Regions from separate parts of the Zea mays genome. Here region 1 is linked to region 2. Evidence: chromatin contacts called from public Hi-C data. All regions are on one chromosome and are shown on one strand. The core of a region is the stretch at or near the end of the contact, and the rest is flanking DNA. Distances in the headings are between cores, read along the strand shown. Region 1 has its middle 45 kb from the start of LOC100501158. Region 2 has its middle 29 kb from the start of LOC100272416.

What was found. Hi-C and Micro-C count contacts between places; a contact is called where the count stands out from the background.
Region 1: a contact with region 2 is called in a Hi-C map of ear, with 3 times the contacts expected there. The contact joins two enhancer-like sites. A contact is called at or near these places in 3 of 25 Hi-C or Micro-C datasets (ear, leaf and tassel).

What each region holds. Positions count from the first base shown.
Region 1 is chr8:35,001,777-35,006,144 of Zm-B73-REFERENCE-NAM-5.0, reverse strand. No RefSeq gene overlaps it. Among protein-coding and RNA genes, the nearest start is that of LOC100501158, 45 kb to the right of the region's middle. Within about 2 kb of position 3,059, at least 18 of the 20 cell types and tissues checked have an H3K27ac peak or open chromatin away from gene starts, as enhancers often do. A contact at or near this core is called in ear, leaf and tassel, where this site is marked.
Region 2 is chr8:34,810,540-34,814,706 of Zm-B73-REFERENCE-NAM-5.0, reverse strand. No RefSeq gene overlaps it. Among protein-coding and RNA genes, the nearest start is that of LOC100272416, 29 kb to the right of the region's middle. Within about 2 kb of position 2,861, at least 17 of the 20 cell types and tissues checked have an H3K27ac peak or open chromatin away from gene starts, as enhancers often do. A contact at or near this core is called in ear, leaf and tassel, where this site is marked.

The DNA of each region.
Region 1 (4,368 bases), core at 1,810-4,309, 190 kb before region 2:
TCCCGACCTGGTAGGAAGTGAACATAGAGGCATCAGCACACACATGAATGTTTGCACCACTGTCCATCCACCACTCAGGTGAATTACAGACTGAAAGAACAAATGGTAAAGAATTACCATACCCAGATGTTCCTCCTTCAGTTTCAGTGGTTACAACATGAGCTGATTTCTTGTCTTGAGTGAACTTGCGATCAGGGCACTCTCTTGCCCAATGTTGATCACTGCCACAGACAAAGCATCCTCCCTTTCCCTTGTTATTGTTGTTCTTCTTTTTAAACTGTGCTGTTTGAACAGGTTTATTCACGTTCTCTGGTTTGTTCTGGTTTTTCTTCTTGTTAAACTTGCGAAAGTTTCTCTTCTGCACCACATTAGCAGTAGAGGTCTCAACACCTTTTCCACTGTCCTTTGTTCTAGCCCTTTCCTCAACATCAAGAGTACCAATGAGCTCTTCCACATTGAACTCTTGTCTCTTATGTTTGAGAGAGGTAGCAAAGTCCTTCCAAGAAGGTGGCAACTTGGCGATTATACCGCCAGCCACAAACTTGTCAGGCAAAGGACAAGGAAAAAGTTCGAGTTCCTTAGCTAGTGCCTGAAACTCATGAGCCTGTTCCACTACAGATCGGTTCTCAACCATTTTGTAGTCATACAGCTGCTCCATGAGATACAGCTCGCTACCAGCGTCAGTTACTCCAAACTTTCCGACAAGTGCATCCCACAGCTCTTTCCCTGTGGGAAGGATGATATAGCTTTTCTGGAATTTAGTATCCAGTGCGCTAATTACTGCTCCTCGAAAGAGGTTGTCTTCAGCCTTAAACTTAGCCTCATCCTCAGGAGGTAAGTTTGCAGGCTTGCCCTCAGCGGCATGAAAACAAGACATTGCAGTTAGCCACAATTCCATTTTAGCTTTCCATATCAAGAAGTTTTTACCATCAAAAGGATCAGGCTTTAGCACAGCAGCAAAACCTCTGACAGAAAAATGCCTAACATTAGGTTTTTGGAATGTTAGAATTATAGGCATTTTCCGTACCATTTTAATTCCATAAATTAACATTATGGTGATGACATATAATAGATAATCAAACATAGATAACATGATCTCAAAAATATCCATAACAATATGGATCATGAGAACACAAAGCATATGAAGCATGTAAATCATATAAATAAAATAAGTATATAAACATGATTCATGGATTATTGCGGAACAACTGGAAATAAACAGATAATAATATAAACAGGATGACTTATAATACGATAGGACAAAACTACATACGACATATATAATATGCAGAATATAAAACTGTAATGAACTGAATTGATCATACCCTCCCATGCGCTCCGAGGATCCTGATCCTTGTCCAACTTCTTTTGTCATCCGATCGAGATGAAGACAGCAAGAACAACAGACGTTGGGCAGTCGCGTAGACGCTCCCCAAAAACCTAATTGCCGATCCCCCGTGCAAGGTCTCGAACGGCACCGGCTTCGGAGGCACCTGCCCTCTCGCTTCTCTGTGCGCGCAGAGTCACGAGATGGAAATACCCTCACTCGGCGGCTGGATTGTGAGACTGAAAGTGTTTCTCGCGTGTACCGAGTGACAGGGGTGCTCCTCTATTTAACCTCTCGCAGAGGGAAGCTGAAGGAGAAAGGTCGCCGAGTCACGCCAAGAGTCGGCCAGCTCTAGCCGAGTTATGCCATGAGTCGGCCAGCTCTCGCCGAGTCACGCCATAAGTCGGCAGCTGAAGGAGAAGGGTCACTCGGCTCGGCTGACATACGCGGTTAGTGAGTGCTAAAAATTAACACAACCACGCCCGCCCGCCCGCTCGCCTGCCTGCCTGCCACGCCACGCCACGCCACGCCACGCCACGCCCGGCCCGGCCGGCGGCGGCGGCGGCGGCGCGCGCGCGCGTGTGTGGCACGCCTTTGTCCATTTCTTGACTTCTCAAGTTAAGTGGAATAAATCCCACCATATAAGTCAAGGCAAAGGACCCTTGGACTTCCAATGTGGTACTATTGGTATTCTCCACCATTACTCACCATAGAGTTTATTCAATAAATGGGCCAAGCCCATAAAAGATCCAACAATAAATACCTGACCAACTAAAAGAAACCGCTTTAAGCTTAACCCCACATACAACTAGTCCACTTTAGCTAAACGGGACATTTGCTGAGTACGTTGATGTGTACTCACCCTTGCTTTAAAACACCAAACCCTAGGTTTTCCCCATTGCATCCCGTGCTCAAGAGAAGATGAAGGCAACATGGAGGACTTCCAGGAGTTTTAGGACTTCGACGAGTTCTAATTTAGATTAGTAGCAAAGCCTCAGTCAGATGCCTGTAAAGGTCTTATCTTACTATGTTTCGTATTCACACTTTGATTATGACTTAACTTAATGACTCTATGGATATCTTGGATATCGTGATGAAATAAAGTACTTATTTCCACTATTATTTTGAGCAATGTGTGATGATGTCGAATTATGTAATTGCTGTGTACGTGAATTTCTGATCCTGACACATACATGGTTCGCATTCGATTTGCCTTCTAAAACCGGATGTGACAGTAGCGCGGCGTGCTTCGACCATGGGCAGAAGCGACTCCGCTGTGCCCAACAACCTCCAGCGAGAAAGTCCCCGGATCTAGATGACTTGATGTCGGAGGATTTGCCCGAACGAGATCCTCTACTGTCGGTGGACCTCCCCGACCACAATTTGGCTACCGAGCAGTCGTGTACGCAAGGCAAGGGCGCAGTGGCACGTCTAGCTCTCGGCGAGGTGGTGTGGCTCGGCCACGGCACCACTTTGCCATCTCTGACGAACAAGGGGTTCCAACCGTGGCGCGTGCATCATATACACCCGGTCCTAGGGCATCATGACTACCAGCTGGTGGCAGTTGTTCCATGGCCAGGAAAAAAGGTGAGGCAGTTGCAATCGACTCTGTTGTTTCGGTCTTGGGAAGATCTACAAGGATTACTAACAGCCGAGCCCACGCTACAGAGGCCCAAGCACCGCAGCAGTGCGCGGTGGCTCATCCTGGTGCACGGGCCCGCGTCGTAGTGACACAACAAGGGAGGCACTCGCGTGGAGGGCGGCTAACATGCGGGTCCTGCCTGTCGATGCATATGCTAGCTAGGCCGATTGCCTCATGGGCCGGCCGAAGGGGGAAGACGGCCCAATGCGTTGCTTCACCTTTTTTCTTTTTTCATTTCTATTTTGGATTTCTATTGCATTTCAGTTTTCAGTTTAAATTTAAAATTTCTCTTATTTTAAAATCTGAGTTGGAGTTTCAAACTACATTCAAATGCATAAAAAAAACTCCACAATGATGCATAATTTTGAATATTTCCTTTAGTATTTATTTTAACAAACAGAAACATGTTCGATTGATAAAACACATAATCAACATAGCACTAAAATTATCTCTTGAATGTCTCAGGTAGTGAGAATCCCATGTTAGGGTTTACAAATTCTATCCCCCTTAAAAGTAATCTCAACCTTGAGATTACGACGAACTAGGAAAAGGTGAGGAAATTTGGCTTGCAATTCATCTTGTCTCTCCGAGCTAGCTTCATCCTCTGTGTGATGGCTCCATTGCACTTTACACATCTTGACCACTTTATTTCTGGTAACTCGGGTCAGGGTATTGATGATCTTGGTAGGATACTCTGTATAGGTCAGATCACCCTGCACACTGAGTTCTTCCATCGGCAACTGTTCTTCCGGGACTCTTAGGCATTTCTTCAACTAGGATACATTAAACACATTATGCACATCTGCCAGGTGATTTGGTAATTCCAGTTGATAGGCTACTTCTGCAACTCGCTTTAGGATTTGAAGGGTCCAATGAAGCGAGGGGACAACTTCCCTTTGACTTTAAATCTTCTCATACCCCGAATTGGTGACACCTTCAGGTACATGTGATCACCTTCCTCAAACTCTAGTTGTCTTCTTCGGGTGTCCGCATAACTTTTCTGCCTTGACTGTGCAGTTCTCAGGTTCTCCCTTATCATTCGAACTTGTTCCTCTGCTTCTTGGATAATCTCCGGTCCAAAGAACCATCTTTCACCAGTCTAATCCTAATACAGTGGGAGTTCTACACTTCCTCTCATATAATACCTCGAACGGGGACATCTTCAAATTGGTCTGATAACTATTATTATAGGAGAACTTTGCGTAGGGTAAACTTTTGTCCCAACTGCCACCATGCTTAAGAGCACAAGCTCTCAACATATCCTCTAGAACCTGATTTGTTCTCTTGGTCTGCCCATTTGTTTGGGGAATAACAGGCACTATTATTCGGTTTTCTCGAGTACAACAGAAGTTTAGATCCCCAAAAGGGGGTAAAAAGAACCAACATGCGTAAATATGAA
Region 2 (4,167 bases), core at 1,612-4,111:
TTTGAACAAAAATAAGAATTTGACTCTCAAGGTCAACAATTAAAAGATGGGCAAAGATAAAGTCAAGGAAGATATTGAAATCTCAAACAATGATGAAGTTGATGGTGTGAAACCAGCACTCATGGTGAAGAATACTACCAATATGCTAAAAAGCTAAATGAAGAAGGCATCGAGTTTGTTTCAAAGAAAAAAGAAATATTTCACTAGTAGAAAACGAAGGCACATCTATGAGATGGATTGCTCAATTATGGTAAACTTGGTCATCTTGCTCACCAATGCTCCAAGCCAAATAAGAATAGGTTCAAGGGCAACAAAGATGATACAAGTGATGATGAAAATAAGAATAGCAAGGCCTTCAAGAGAAGGGTTAGCAAGAAGAGGCATTTCCGCACAAAAAAATGAAGATGGAAAGGCATACATTGTTGTGATTGGCTCATCGACATTAAACCCACAAGTGGCTCATCTTCATGTGATAGTGATGAAGAAGAAGACAAGGTGGTCAAACTTGCTATGGGATTTTCTTCACCACCATTATTTCCATCATCCTCTACACACATATGCATTATGGTCAAGGGTGATCAAAAGATACAAAGTGATGATGGTAGTAGTGATAGTGATGAGAAATTTACCACTCCTTCATATGATGAATCGGTTGCCTTTCTTAATGAGTGTACCAAAATCATTAGAAAGACAAGAGACAAAAATGAGAAACTAAAACATAAGAACAAGTCTTTGTTTGCTAAATATGACATAGCCAAAAAAGCTAGTGATGAGCTTAGAGATGAAAATAAAACTATGTCAACCAATATCAAGGAACTAAAATCATCCCCAAGATAGCTCAAAGAAAAACATGATAGACTTAAGTGGATACATGAGGAGCTCAACACTAGATTTATCTCTTTAAAAGAAGACTTTGTGTTGAGATTAATCATGATAATCTTGTTATTGCTTATGAGCTCTTGTCTAGTAAAACACATGATGTTGCTAACCAAATTGTTAATATTGATATAGCAACATCATGCGATGATTTGGTTGAAAGACTAGAGAAAGAAACTAAAAGCAAAGGCACTAAATGAGATTGATCAAACCAAGAAACAAATGAGAAACTTAGAAAAGAATTAGAAGTGGTAGAAATCAAGAGCTAATTCACCAAAGTGCAATACCTCCAAAGTGAATTAATCATTAACATTTTCATGAAATTGGATGGGAATGGTATTGGCTCTCAAACATTTAAAGAGAAGAAATATAAACAATAAAACAAACCAAAGAAAATGCCTAAGACAACGGAATACTTTAAATGTGGAAAAGAGAGACTTTGCTCATAATTACAATTGTGCATGACAAGCTTATACTCACCGAATGTGTTCGGTGTCGCACCGAAACAAGATACTAGTACAATAACAGCTAGTTTAAAAAATTAGACGTTAGAAAAGCACTAGACATGTCTGGTGCAGAGATTTGGTATGCACTAGACATGTTTGGTGCCCCTTGACTTTGCTGAGTTGGCTTGTAGCGGCTAGTTTCTTTGCTTGGGGCTAATATACCCTCCCCCCCCCAACTCGGCCAAATGAGGTCTCTTCTATTTCAACTGGTGAAAGAAACTTGAGAGTGGGGAAGAGTCTTTCCCTAGTTAGGGACTTGAGAGTTACTAATCACATGAATAGTGGCCATATTAGTTTATTTGCAGAAGACTTGGTGTCGATTAGGAGTTCAATTATCACTCGGAGAGCTTGTGAGTAATACAACTCAAGCTTATACATGTTTGTGAGCAGTTCACCATGTCTGAGCAAAAAACATCTCATAGAGAGCATTTTGTCCTCGCACAAACCAACCCTTGCGTGGGGAGCGATACTCTTGCGTGGGTGCTCCAACAAGAACTAGTGAAATATATTGACCCTCCGATAACTCGAAAAAACATCGAGCTTCTAATCCCTTCTTTTACTTTACATATACGCATTTGATCAATTCTTTTGAAGCATTTTATATTACTAGAATTGCCATGCTAGTCTAAGACTCGAACTCTTTAAGGAGTGAATTTGTGTGCTTGAGTACAAGTTTTTTAAATTGGGAAAGTTCAATTCATCTAATTTATCTCTCCTTTTGGTATATTTTTTTAAGATATAGAAAGTTTCAAAGTCTGTAATATTATACCTATTACTTGTTTTTGATATTTGATGAGAAAAAACATTGTAGCAAAAGAACATGTAAAAGATTAGGGCTAGCCGACAGCAACAAAAAAGTTTGTGCCGTACAGTCTGCAAATGGAAACTGCGCAAAAAATATAGCTCCACCTACTATCATTAATTCTAATATAAAATAAATAATTTCCTGCGAAAAGCTTTGTTGAGAGTTGACTTGGCTACGCAGCCAATAAACAAAACAAAAAATTCTTTAGAAATTAAAATTTTGTTAGTTATACCTATCGAAGCTATTAGCAGCTAATAAAAAACAAATTAGCTACTTTAACCCAGATAAAACCAGCTAACTTATCTGCTGACTAACAACTCAGATAACTAATTTTATGACTACCAATTAGCTCTATTAATAGTACGTGTCCAGGCTAAATTTTAAGTACGTACTTTTCGCCAAGGCTTTAACTTATCTTAATCGTGCATACAAAATATAAAATAAATAAATTCCTTCGAATATCTTTATTGAGAGTTGGCTTAGTTACGCAGCTAATAAATAAAATAATTGCCGTCTATAGAAAAAAATATCCATGTTCAGCTGTGGTGTAGGCCCCGTTTCCCAGAGGGTAGCAGGGCCTTCCAAAAATTGGCGCGCGAGCCCACCCTAAAGTAGGGGCAGGACATCGCTCGCACCTTTGGCAACGTGTTCAGTCGGGTGTCGGCACGGCACGTCAGTCTCTATACGATCATCAACGGGCCGCCTTTCACCCCTGACAGGGTCAGGTAAGAGTTCCGCATCCCTCACGCGTCGTTCTTATAGCGCCCAGGCAACACTCACGTCGCTTCAGCTCGCGTTGTGGTACTAAAAAATTCCAACGCGCAGACGCCTCTCCGACCGACGCTTCAGCTCTTCCGTTTGCTGGCTGCGTAGCCCGAGTGAAACGAGCCGAGCGGTCTTTGTTCGGCCCAACAGCGCACAACCTAACTGAAGTCGTCCTATTCCTGCTTCCGCAAAGGCCTGCGGTTGTTTTAAAATAAAAAAATACCGCTATTTGCTTTCTACTTTGTATTTTTTTTCTAAAAAAAATTAGTCAAAGTTAATGAATTTGGTTTCTATAGATTAATTTTTAGTCCCTTCATTTTATTCTATTTTAGTCCCTAAAATGACTAAGACTCTATTTGGTTTAAGAGACTAAAGATTAGTCACTCCATTTTAGTCTCATTTAGGGCCTGTTTGGTTCGTGGCTAATTGTGCCACACTTTGCCTAAGGTTAGTTGTTCGAGTTTAAGAACTAACCTTAGTCAGAAAAGTTAGGCAAAGTGTGGCAAATTAGTCAGGAAACCAAACATGCCCTTAGTCCCTAACTAGTCAAATAGTGAGACTAAAATAAGGACTAAAGTGCTTTAGTCTCTAGTCTCTCAAATGGTGATTAAAAGGGACTAAAATATATCAATTCCACATTTTGCCCCTCATTTATTTCAATTACGCTAATGGTGGAAGAATGTTAAGGAGCATTTTAGTCTTCTTACGAGTCATTTAATACGTTCTGAATACTTTTAGTCCATGCAACAAAATAGGGTAAGGACTAAACTTTAATCACTCGACTAAACTTTAGTTCGTGGACTAAAGAAATAAAACATATCCTAATACAGAAACTAAAATAGAGTTTTAGTTTCCGTATTTGGTGACTAAAATAGAATAAAATGGAGAAACTAAAAAATAGTCCTTAAAAACCAAACACCCCTTCGTAAAAATCTCATGTGTAAAGGTCTGTTTTGTTCGATGGACTAAAGATTAGTCCTTCCATTTTAGTCACATTTAGTTCCTAAATTATCAAATGGTGGAACTAAACTATATTAGTCTCTAGTCTCTCAAGGGGTAACTAAACCATATAAATTTCACTTTTTGTTCCTTCTTTATTTCAGTTGCATTAATGGTGGGAGAATACTAAGGGATAATTTAGTCTTCTTATAATTCATTTAATATGTTTTGAATAGTTTAGTCTCTAAAACCAAAAAAGATAGAGACTAAACTTTA